3 separate regions of the Macaca mulatta genome follow, and regions 2 and 3 are each linked to region 1. Evidence: chromatin contacts called from public Hi-C data. All regions are on one chromosome and are shown on one strand. The core of a region is the stretch at or near the end of the contact, and the rest is flanking DNA. Distances in the headings are between cores, read along the strand shown. Region 1 holds the start of SLC16A1 (solute carrier family 16 member 1). Region 2 holds the start of PPM1J (protein phosphatase, Mg2+/Mn2+ dependent 1J). Region 3 holds the start of LRIG2 (leucine rich repeats and immunoglobulin like domains 2).

Evidence for each region. A called contact is a pair of places that touch in the nucleus more often than the background predicts.
Region 2: a contact with region 1 is called in a Hi-C map of fetal cortex germinal zone, with 2.4 times the contacts expected there. The contact joins the promoter of PPM1J here to the promoter of SLC16A1 in region 1. A contact is called at or near these places in 2 of 14 Hi-C or Micro-C datasets (fetal cortex germinal zone and liver).
Region 3: a contact with region 1 is called in a Hi-C map of fetal cortex germinal zone, with 3 times the contacts expected there. The contact joins the promoter of LRIG2 here to the promoter of SLC16A1 in region 1. A contact is called at or near these places in 2 of 14 Hi-C or Micro-C datasets (fetal cortex germinal zone and fetal cortical plate).

What each region holds. Positions count from the first base shown.
Region 1 is chr1:127,314,093-127,317,969 of T2T-MMU8v2.0, forward strand. It overlaps SLC16A1 (solute carrier family 16 member 1), which reads left to right and starts at 2,099. Exons shown (of 5, transcript NM_001257704.1): 1 at 2,099-2,307. It overlaps LOC107000324 (a long non-coding RNA gene), which reads right to left and starts at 1,936. Exons shown (of 4, transcript XR_001447383.3): 1 at 1,384-1,936.
Region 2 is chr1:127,541,522-127,545,398 of T2T-MMU8v2.0, forward strand. PPM1J (protein phosphatase, Mg2+/Mn2+ dependent 1J) reads left to right here and starts at 2,060. Exons shown (of 10, transcript XM_015148456.3): 1 at 2,060-3,877. The coding sequence starts at 3,741. It overlaps TAFA3 (TAFA chemokine like family member 3), which reads right to left and starts at 79. Exons shown (of 6, transcript XM_015148495.3): 1 at 1-79.
Region 3 is chr1:127,185,528-127,189,404 of T2T-MMU8v2.0, forward strand. LRIG2 (leucine rich repeats and immunoglobulin like domains 2) reads right to left here and starts at 1,983. Exons shown (of 19, transcript XM_077950988.1): 1 at 1,534-1,983; 2 at 950-1,051.

The sequences.
Region 1 (3,877 bases), core at 849-3,348:
AGTAGCTGGTACTACAGGCGTGTGCCACTACGCATGGCTAATTTTTGTATTTTTAGTATTGGCAGGGTTTCACCATGTTGGCCAGGCTGGTCTCAAAATCCTGGCCTCAATTGATCCGCCCACCTCAGCCTCCCAAAGTGCTGGGATTACAGGCTTGAGCCACCACGCCGGCCTGCAATAAATACTAGTTTTATTATCATAATAACCCTGAGGTAGGTATTATCCTTGTTTTACAGAGTTGGGAGTCAGGCTTGGAAAGGTAAAATGACTTGCCTGAGGACATAGAGCTGGTAAGTGCAAGAATCAAATCTGGAACCCAACAGATCTGGCTCTCAGGTCTGTATTGTCAATCTACCACCTTATGGGGCTCTATAAGCCTACTTTTGAGGTTTCCTGGGATTCATCTTATTTAACCACTTCTCACTACATTCCATAGAACAGGGCCTTATAAATGTACATCTAAATCAGACTCAGGATCCTCTCTCTCTAACTTAATTCTGCTTACCATCTACCTGAATGCTGCTGCCACCCTAGCACTGCTCTTGTAAGTCCTGGCTGCCCCGATGACCCGAAATGCCTTTCCTTTCTCCGTGTTTATGTAAATGTAAAAAGCAATTACTGTATTACTAGTAGTACTCGGCCGTGGATGCCATACTGTTTTCTAACACACTGAACTGTTATCGGAAAGCACATAGGACCTCTCAGGACCTGATCTTCCAATCTGTACTCTTCTTCAATCTCAAGCTCTTCATTTGCAAAACAGAAACCATAAGGCCTACCTCCCCGGGTTGCTATGAGAATTGAGGGGGAGGGTAAGTGAGGGGGTGAGTCCTGGAAGGGAGGAAGACACGAGGGAAGGGCAGGGTTCTGGCAAGCAGTAAGTGCTCAACAGATGTTGGTTAATTTGTGCCTGACACAGTCTCCCCCAAAAACTTGCAAGCTCTTTGAAGGCAGGGGCCTTGCCTCATACTTTTTCAGTATTTCTCAAAAGTCCTGGACATCAGAGACACTCCATGGTCATCTAATCACTTCAACACACACACGTTGGTTATCCGGTCAAAGCGGCTATTACGATAAAAACAGACTCTGGGGTGTGACTTCAAATGCTGGCCGCTGACAAGCTGGGCCGTCTGGAAAGTTACTTCACCTCTCTGAGCCTCGGGTCCCTTTTTACAAAATGTTCACGGCAGCGCCCGCTTCACAGGGCTGTGAGGATTACAGAGGCTAATCCGGGTGAGGCGCATCAGCCCCAGCGCCGCCTGCCACGATTCTATCCGGCCCCACACACGCATCGTCCATAGGCGTCCGGCCCCTGCATTCTCGCTTCTCCACGTGGCCGAGGTGCACAACCCAACCCACCGGCCAGTCTCCCCGCCCTCTTACCTGCTCTTCTTTCCCGACTCGTCTTTAATACCCACCAGGCGCCAACCGCCGCGGGCCTGGCTCTGCGGTGGCAAGTTGCATGGGTTCCCCCTTCAGGGCCTCCCGATGAGCCTACGGGGTCAGTTCTATTACTGTCGCCACTTCAGAGGGAGGAAACAGGCCCGGAGGGTTGGGGAACTTTCCGAGGTCACTCAACTGGTGTCAGGCCCGGATTGGAATCCAAACACATCCCAGCCCGTGCCCGGCTCCACAGCGCCGGCCCCCGGCGTCTTCCCGGGTGCCAGCGGCACCCGCATCCATTCAAACGCTGCCCAGTCCCCGCTCCTCAGACGCTTCCCGCTACTCCGCGCGCTCGTCTCCCCCCACCCGTCAGGGTCAGGCCTCTAGGTGACTTTTCCTATTTCTCTGGCAGAAACTGAGGGGTGAGACCGACATTTGTGTTCCGAAGGAGGGCAGGTTGCTTAGAGCTCGTCAGACAAGGACCAACGGGCGAGTCTGGAAGGGTGCGGTAGCTCCGCGTCGCTCTGCAGGGGCGCAGCGCGCGGGTCGGACTGGGACGCCGGTCACGTGGCGGGGAGGGGGGCGCCGGCGCGCGCGGGCGAGCTAGAGGGCGCGCGCGGCTGAGAGCGTGTGGAGATGCGGGCTGCAGTTCGGCTGTCTGTGTGGCGGGGAGGGGGCGGCGGCCGGGAGAAACGACTCCGCCCCCTGTGCGCATGCTCGGGCCCCGGCGGGTTATAAGGCAGCCTCGCCGGCCGGACCAGACAAAGTGGTGAGCTGCTACGTGACTGGATGGCTGCGTAGGTGCTGGAACTAGTAAACGAGGCAGCGAGCGAAGGACGGGAGTCGGACCCTGGGCCCGGTGGAACTCCAGCCCGCGCCACCACGTCACGCACACGCTCGGCGCTGCGATCCGCGCTTATAACGGTTAGTGGGGTAACAGCCGGCGGCACGCGGCGCGGACCCCACGGTGCCCTCGCTTCCCTGGTGGGGTCGGAGGGGACCTCCGGGGTTGGGAGACTTTGTCTCCGGGGGAGGGAGGCGGCCCAGCAGAGGGCATCGTGGTCACAGGCAGTCGCGTGGCCTCGGACTGCAGTGCTGGTGAAGGAGACCTTGAGGCGCTGGGGACAGCGCCTCTCTCAGCCGAGCCGCGGGCCTCGTGGTCATATGCCGGCCCCTGGCCTGGCCGAGGAGTTGGGTCGTAGTGCCCGGTGACGTTGGGGAAGTCCCCTTCCCCTCTAAGTCTTCAATAGGCTCCTCCAGAGACGCTTTGATCTGGAAAAGGGATAACATGAGGCTGCTTCATGTGGTACCTCCAGACTCTCCTGGCCGCTTCTGTTCCAAGGGAAGGGACTCGGGGCAGGAATTATTTATGACTCGTGACATTGTCCGCCCCAACCTTCTTGGCCGACCGATCCTTGCCCCACGTGGTGACTTGCGAGAGTGATGCGGAGAGCCGCATTCCCCACAGCCAAGGCGTGACTGCAGGGTTCGAGTAGACTTTGCGGAGGGGACGGGGCAGCCCGCAGACTTCTGGGAGTGGTGCTGACGGGGGCTCTTTGTCATTCAACCTGTGGCTGCCAGGGTCCGCCGCAGCACCCTTCTACTCATGGACTTAAGGCGGCCCTGTTGAGAGAAATCTGGAGGATAGCGTTTACACTTGGTCCGATGCAAGCTTTTTGTTCCAAGTACGTCTTTTTTTTTTTTTTCCAGCATGCGTTTTAACATTTTATTACTTTGTCGTGACATATTTGATGGAACAAGCAGTTGCCAAAAACTAGTTTGTAATTAATCTAAACCAGGAGACAAACTTGTTACTACTTTAGTCTTTCCTTGGGTTTCCAGTGGCTGATTAGAAACTGGGCTGCTACTGATAACAGTGAAATGTTTACTCGCTACTTTATTTACTGTAACTTACTATAACTTGTTTTGATTTTTTTTTTTCCAAAAATTACTCTGGTTTCAACAATTTTTTTATCTCAACCACCAGCCCAGTGAGGTGATGCCAAGACTATGTATCTTCGGTTTTTTAGTTAGGTGTTAAATAGTACTCATAAACGCAAGTCTTACACCCTGGGGCACAACTTTGCCTTCAGATTGCCATAGAAATGACCAACAATTCAAGATATTTAGCACTTAAAACACGTGGTGAGTAAGATTTATTATTTACACAGAAGTTGAATATATTTCAGTAATTCATTTTGGGTTTAGGTAGATGCTGTTGTTTCATCAGATTGCAGTTACCTTTGTGAAATATGCAAGTTGATCTGAGGAGCATTTTGTAAGATTTTTATAGCTGAATAGATTTGAAGGTTTAGTTGTGCTTAACGGGGTAAACTGTAATGTCCTTAAACAGATTAAAAAGGAAAAAAATCATCACTATAGGATGAAAACAAATGATTAGTGTTTCACTAATTTACATCTTTTAGCCTTTAAATATTAGGGCATATATTAGCCCTGGAAAGGACCCTAATGACCCTGATCAGGATCCCTTGTT
Region 2 (3,877 bases), core at 810-3,309, 230 kb after region 1:
CCGCCGCAACCGCCGCCTCGCCCCGGGCTATCCCGTCTCCTCCAGCCCGGCGTGGGCGCCGCCGCCTCCTTCGGGACAGCGCCAGGCGCTCGGCTGAGCGGATGGGCACAGCCGGGACGCAGCGGCCCCTGGCGGCCGAGGGCAAGAGGAAGGGAGAGAGGACATCCGGCCCCCGCAAGTTCAGTGCGGTTGGACACCTCCCTGGTGCAGGCCAGGCAACTCAGAGGAGGTCCCTCAAAACCCTCAAGGTCTCGTGGCCCTCAGTGCCCTGGCTCAGGGGAGCTGGAGGTGCTGGGGGAAAAGGAGCTGGGAGTGACGAGTGATTGACTATACCCTCAGGGTTTTTGAGCTTTGAAGATTGCAGAACTGCATTGTCCAAGACTGTAGCCACTAGTGGCATATTGATATTTAAATTTAAATCTAAATTAATTAAATAAAACTCAAAATTCAGTTCCTCATTAGCATGCACCATATTTCAAATGCTCAATAGCCACACGAAGATAGGGACTGCTGTATTGGACAGAGCCGATGTAGAACATTCCCGTCAATGCGCAAAGTTCTGTTCGACAGCACTCTTCTAGATTGATATTTAGGAGGGATAGTGAATATCTCTTCCTCTCCCAGGAGTGGTGCTCTCAGGGGCTGGGAGGGCTAGAGGAAGTATAAGGGCGTGGGCATTAGGCAGGAGGACAGTAGTAGGCTATGAATGGTCCCTATGGATGATAACTGTGAATACCAACATGGGAACTAAACTCTGAGACCTAGTTTCTTGTTTCCCTTCCTTCCTTTCTTCCTTCCTTCCTTCCTACTTTCCTTCTTTCCTTCCTTCTTTCCTTCCTTCCTTCTTTCATTCTTTTTCCTTTCTTTTTTATTTTTATTTTTTGTGGGGGGCCAGGGTCTCATCACTCTGTCACCCAGATCTTGGTTCATTGTAATCTCCACCTCCTGGGCTCAAATGATTCTCCCATGTCATCCTACTGAGTAGCTGGGACTATAGGCGTAGTCTGTAGTGCACTACCAAGCCAGGGTTTATTTTTTGTATTTTTTGTAGAGACAGGGTTTTGCTATGTTGCCCAGGCTGGTCTTGAACTCCTGGACTCAACTGATCCATCCACCATGGCCTCCCAAAGTGCTGGGATTACAGGCGTGAGCCACGACTCCTGGCCTGAGACCCAGTTTCTTTATCAGAAAAATTGTAATGTAATTAATTGCAACTGAATAATTCTTTACAGGGATCTATTCTGGATGCGAAAGTATTAGACAAATGAGAGGGAGTTGTGTTCTGTGAATTGGAAGGAACTTTCCTCTTAGTTTAAGAGGCCTTTGGGTTTGGGGTGATGTGAAGGGGAGAGACAAGACAGAAGATGACCAGTTCTGGGCCCTGAGCCACCAACGTGGCCTGAGATAAAGGGGCCTGTCTTGAGGCTGTCCAGTCCCCCTCCTTGGCTCAAGCTTCACGCTCCCCCGGCAGGGCCAGTCACTGAGCAGAGTCTCGCTCTTCACAGAGAAAAACATCCCACAAGTCTGCTTCTTCGTACCCCACCCCCTTTTCCCTCTCACTTTCCGCTGCCTGAGGGATGAGTAGAGGTGATAACCTCACCAGGTTCTGGGACAGTCTGAGGATGGAGGAGGCATAATGATGTCAGGAATAGGAGGTGAGAGGTTCAGAGAGAGGGGAGCCTTAGGATGAGGCCATGGCTGGGGGCTGTTCTGGAGCTGCAGGGAGCTGTCATCCCCTGCTGGTCATCTGGTGCTGGGGCTGGGGGGTCTCTGGGCTTACCTCTGCGGACCTCTTGCAGCCACACCATGGTGCTAGAAAGGGCAGGGAATAGGAAGCTGGGTGACACCAAGAAGCGGTAAGTAAACTGTCCCAGAAACACTGAATAATAAAAAACAACCAGGAGTTATATTTGTTTCTTCAGTTGCTGGCTTGCTGCTGCTGTTATTTATCTGAGAGTTGGTTTCAGTTTTTCTCAAATAGCAGGGGAAAACCTATAGAAGCAGGTTGTTCTTTGTCCCTGTCTGCCTTTGCTGCTCTGTTTGCCTTGGGGTCTGTTTTTTGTTTTTTTTTTTCTCTCCTGTGACTTCTTTTCCTCTGGCTGTCTGCCCAAAGCTCAGGTGCAACATAGCAGGCACAGTAAGTCTACCAACCTGAATGACCACTGTGGGATCTTTATTTGGAAGATGCCAAGAAAGTCATCCCTTCTGGGGACACAGTTTAGCCTGGGGAACAGAGTGGGATGTGGTCAGGAAACACATGGCCGACAGAGCCCAGAAAAGTTCCAGCCGTGAACTGGATGTAGTAGTCCCTAATGGCTACCTCCAACTTTCACCATGGCCACAACAGCCTTGTCCCCATTTGAGATGTGTGGGTGGGTGGTGTCTGTGGATACCCAGTGATCAACTTTCTGATAGGAGATTTAGAGACAGAGCTCTTGTGGCATCAGGTCAGTATCACCCTCTCCTAGAGGGGAGAAATTAGGAAGAACAGGCAGCCAACCAGTCGCTGGGCTCGGTCCTGGTCTTCCAGCGAGTGGGCTTTTACTCTTCTTAGACAAAGGCTTAGCCTGGCCTCTGTCTCCCCCTGGCGGCAGACATAGAACTTGCTTAGCATTCCCGGACAGCTCTCAGCCCTGGCCCCAAGAGAAGGATGGGAGGGGAGGAACCCCCACTCCTCTCTCTGCCATTGATCTCTTTTCTAGCCCTTCCTCCCTGATCCGGAGAACTAAGCTTGCTTCTTAAGACAGAGCAGGTTTGAATGGCAGGAGGCAGACATAGGTGTGAATCTTTCACTGACTGTGTGACCTCTTGGGGCAAGTCACGGTAAAATGACAAGAAGCGTCCGGTCCTGCCTCATCCATGAAACTGATAGAAAAAAACCCACCTTGAAGGATTGGTGTGCAGGATAAATAACCTAATAATGTATGGAACGTGCTTTATAAAGAGCCTAGTAGGCAGTACGTCTTCAACAAATAGTATTTGTTATGTTGTTTTTATCCTATTAATAGCTAGTCCTGCTGTGATCAGGGAAGGTCTACATTGTGGGAAAGACCTGGGTTCTGAGAGAGAAAGGAGGGTGGGAGTGGCACCCTCTAGATCCCTCTAGAGGGATCTAGAGGTGGTCTTCATGGGGAACAGCGCATCAGGAGCCCAGGAATCTACCCCGGCTCCTGATTCCGGGGTGGTCGGCTGCAGCCTGGTTATTATCCCCGCACCCCCACCCGGTACCAGCTTGCCCGCTCTCGCTCCAGCAGCCCCATCCAGAGGTGGTGTCACACCTGGCGCCTCATACCAGCGGCTCCGAAGCTCCTATTTTGCTCTGAGGTCATTAGCTCCATGGCTCTCTGGGCAGGCTGGCCACACCGAACCAAGAGCGAGGAGACCGCACCCCCTTGTCCCTCAGCCCCTGTCACAATGGAGACGTTCTAGCTGATGTCTAATCTAGCGCACGGCTGAAATAAGGTTTCCTTCTCTCCGCCCCCTTCCCACAGCAACAGAACCTACCCCTAAGAAACGGAGGCGGGGCCAAGCCGAAATGGGGCGGGGCAGAGGCCGGGGGTCCGTGCGCCCGTTCCTGGGGTGGCCCAGAGCAAGGGCAAGTTTCGCCCGGGACCCGCCCAGCTGGCCGGGAGCCAGTAGCCGGGAAGGGCCGGCTGGCGCGAGCACCGCCCACCCCGAGTCCTGGGGGCGGGGCCTGGGCGGGGGCGGGGCCGCGGCCGAGGGCGGGGCAGGGAGGCAGCATGCTAAACCGGGTGCGCTCGGCCGTGGCGCACCTGGTGAGCTCTGGGGGCGCTCCGCCTCCGCGCCCCAAATCCCCGGACCTGCCCAACGCCGCCTCGGCGCCGCCCGCTGCCGCTCCAGAAGCGCCCAGGAGCCC
Region 3 (3,877 bases), core at 733-3,232, 130 kb before region 1:
TGCCTGTAATCCCAGCTGCTTGGGAGGCTGAGGCAGAGAATTGCTTGAACCCAGGAAGCAGAGGTTGCGGTGAGCGAAGGTCACGCCATTGCACTCCAGCCTGGGCAACAAGAGCGAGGCTCCATCTCAAAAAAAAAAACAAAAAAAGTAGGCCACATTCATTGCAATTACAGCTAAATGAATTGTTTTGTCAAATCTGTGCCAGATTTATTGTTATAATCACGTAGCTCTTCCAAGAATGTCTTAGAAAAAGGCACTTGCTGCATAACAAAGAGTCTGCGCTAGGTTTAACTCAGACTACACTGCACACTGATACGAGTTTTTAAATTTGAGTCAATAAAACCAGAATTGACTACAGGTGTCACTACCATAAGACAGAAAGCATCTTATTGGCACTGCAGTTCTATGTTTACTAAAACATTTGGTTATTTATGTTAATTTTCTCAATGACTATATGAGGTAGCTTTCTTTCCTATCTGTGCTAACCTATTGGGAGGCTGAGGCAGAGAATTGCTTGAACCCAGGAAGCAGAGGTTGCGGTGAGCCACCGGGCCTGGCCCAGTGATGACTCTTAACGACTCCATCAGAAATCTGTCAGTTAATAAACGTGTTGCTCAGTTAGTGACGAGAAATAACTGTATGTTAGTGGTTAAGAGGCCCCATAATTGCAACATTTAATATCTGCCGTTGTTCCTAATACCCAGGCTGACTCAGACTGAGGAGCCCTCCAAGTTCCACTGTCTAATAAAGACCTGTCAAAGTGAAAACTCAACAGTGGAGACTCCAGAATGCATTCAACCGTTGTACCTGCTTTACATACATAAATAAACAGAACTGATTTTTGGGTTATTTGCCACAAGAAGATGCCTGAAAACAAGGCATCAAATGGTTTTGGAAAAAATACTCCTCTTTACAGTTAAGTTTAAATTAGATCAAGAATGCTACTTACAAAGATGTTCTGAATTAGTACAGGATCTCCTGATTCATCATAATGAACTTTTCAACCCTGTTAAGTATCAAAACTGCAGCACAAAATCAGCCAACATGCGAACTAAGGACAAAAGACAGTTCATAGGTCTTTGGAGATCATGGTTATAAAATCACGTGCCTGAGGACCACTAAGTCTGAGGTACACACCAAATAATGCAGCTCAAAGTAAGCAGAAAGCACTGTTCCGTGCTCAACCCACCCCCACCAACCATCCAAAGTCCATGCTGGTGCCCAGGACCCGTGAGTCCTTATCATTAAATATCCCCGCCCCAATTCCTCCCCAACTGAGGAAATCACAGACTCCTTGGCCCCAAGAATCTTAACTCTGGTCTTCATCATAAATGTCTCCAGAAACCTTAACACCGGCTTTTTCAGGCTACCACCACCTAAAACAAAGTTCATAACATCCTGAGGGCAGTTTCCTTCAGGGCTTAGGCTCTCGACCACGCCCTCCCACCAGACAGGCCTGTCTCCCTCCTGCCTGCCCCTATGGAAGGAAAGCTCCCCCTCCTTTTGGTCACTCTGCCTGGCCACTCTACTCACAGGATAGCGGTGTCGGGGGGCAGCAGGCCCGACAGCGCCCTCCAGCTCGGTGCGGGCAGTTTCCTGCGACTGCAGTCCAGGAGAGGAATGCGGCAGGAGCAGGGCGCGGGGCAGAGACCTGCTCCGGCGGCGGGCAACAGGAGGAGAGCGCTCTGGGCGAGGAAGAGTAACCGGGAAAGCAATCCAGATCGACACCCCAGCAACTGCTCCTCCGGGATGCCTAGGGGCGCGGGCGCCATTTTCCCCCTCGACCTGGACCTGGCCTAGATGAGCTGCCTGCTAGAAAAGGAGGATCGGCGGAGAAGCTCAGCAGAGATGCTCAGCGGCTGCACTGTCTCCCCAAGCCCCGGCTGAGGGCTGTACCATCTAAAGGCATGCAAGGAGCAGATGCAGCGCGACAGCGGGGGCGACGGCCTGGGACACACCGCTGAGGCCTGACGGGGCTCCTCCGCCCCGCCCCACGACGCTACGCCCTCACGCACAGGGGTCAGCCAATCGGTGCCATAAGACGAGGTTGCGTCCGGGGCGGAACTGAGTGAGGGGCGGGGCCAGACGCAGCCGAGATTCTTTAGGAGGAGGACTTTAAGGTGTTCAGGGACTTTAGGTGTCGCTGTGGAATTCCGCCGCTGTTCTTCCGCTGCAGGGCGCAGTAGTTCCTTAAGAGGGAATGGTGCGGCAAATCGCTGTGAGTTCAAAGTCCTGACTACAGGTCTATCTACTATAGTTGTAGAAAAGGATCTTTTATTTGCTCTGGGCTTTAAGAAAGCGGAGTGGCAGAAGGGCTACCTTCCAAGTCGCAGACACGAATGAGTCACGGGAGTTTCTATCCTGGCTTTGGCCAGCTCGTCCTCCAGAGCCGAGCTCGAGTCTCTTCTGCCCTCTGCTGCTTGACTGTAGCCCCTGCTCTTCTGCAAGTAGGCGGCAACTCCCACTTGCATGTGATCAGTATCACTCTGTTAATGGCCGTGTAAGCTCCTGAAAACAGAGGCTCCGTTTCTTCATCGGTGCGCCTCCACCTTTTGATCTAGCTTGGAGTTCAATAAATTTTGGTGGGACTGCACCTGCTTGTCTATATAAGGGAAACACCCTTCTGTTTGGAGGGATGCTGTCATGGTCACTCTCAGAAAAGCAAGCGAGACAAGTAAAGAGGGTGTTGAGCAGTCAACAAAGCAAAGACTGGATGTGAGGAAATTTATTTCTCCTAAAGCAGAGGCTATGGAAAACTTACTAGGAACAGTGAAGTCTGACCACCTTAAGACTTTGAGAATAATAGTAATGGTTCACTTATATGTAGGGAACTTTTCAAAGGGCATTTGCTCTGTTACCTTGTTTGCTCCTTCAATGACAGTGACATTGGCAAGACAATTATTGCTGATGATGAAACAAGCCCAAAGAGATTAAACCAGGTTACTCTGAGGCAGGGGCAGGTTCGACATTAACATGGGTTTTCTGACATAAATTGAAAATCTGAGCAGGTTAAAAAGAATGATAATGCCTAGATTAGGGTTCTCTTAGAAAGTAACTGAAAGCAATCTTTGCCATGGCAGATTATGGAGTCATAATTATGTTTTTAAAAACCTTTTTCTGTTTTTTTTTTTTTAATATTGAAGTATCTATTGGAAACAAGGCCATATCCAATGCTCCAGCCCAAACCAAACATTTAAAGCCAAGACAGCAGAATGAAACGTACTCTTAACCTCCTTCCCTTAGCTGTTGAGCAGACTTAACAAACTCTGGTAAGAAATCCAGCACAGGCAGGAACCCCACCAAAAAAAAAAAAAAAAAGGAGGCAGTTTAGTTCCTTTCTGCATTATAGTTTCAGAGCTTTCCTATGAAACTATACCAAATGGGGCCATTAGAAATTAATGCTTTCTAGCCTGTATCCTCCCCAATAAGTGGTTCACTGCAACCTCCGCCTCCCGGATTAAGCGATTCTCCTGCCTCAGCCTCACAAATAGCTATGACTATAGGTGTGCACCACCATGCCCGGCTAATTTTTGCATTTTTGGTAGAGACAGGGTTTCACCATGTTGGCCATGCTGGTCTCAAACTCCTGACCTCAGGTGATCCACCCACCTCAGCCTCTCAAAGTGTGGAATTACAGGCATGAGCCAACCTGATTGCCCACAGATACATGTTTTTGTTGGGTTTTTTTTTTTTTAAGACGAAGTTTTGCTCTTGTTACCCAGGATGGAGTGTAGTGGCACGATCTTGGCTCATCGCAACCTCTGCTCCTGGGTTCAAGCGATTCTCCTGCCTCAGCCTTCTGAGTAACTGGCATTACAGTCGTGCGCCACCATGCCCGGCTAGTTTTGCATTTTTAGTAGAGATGGGATTTCTCCAT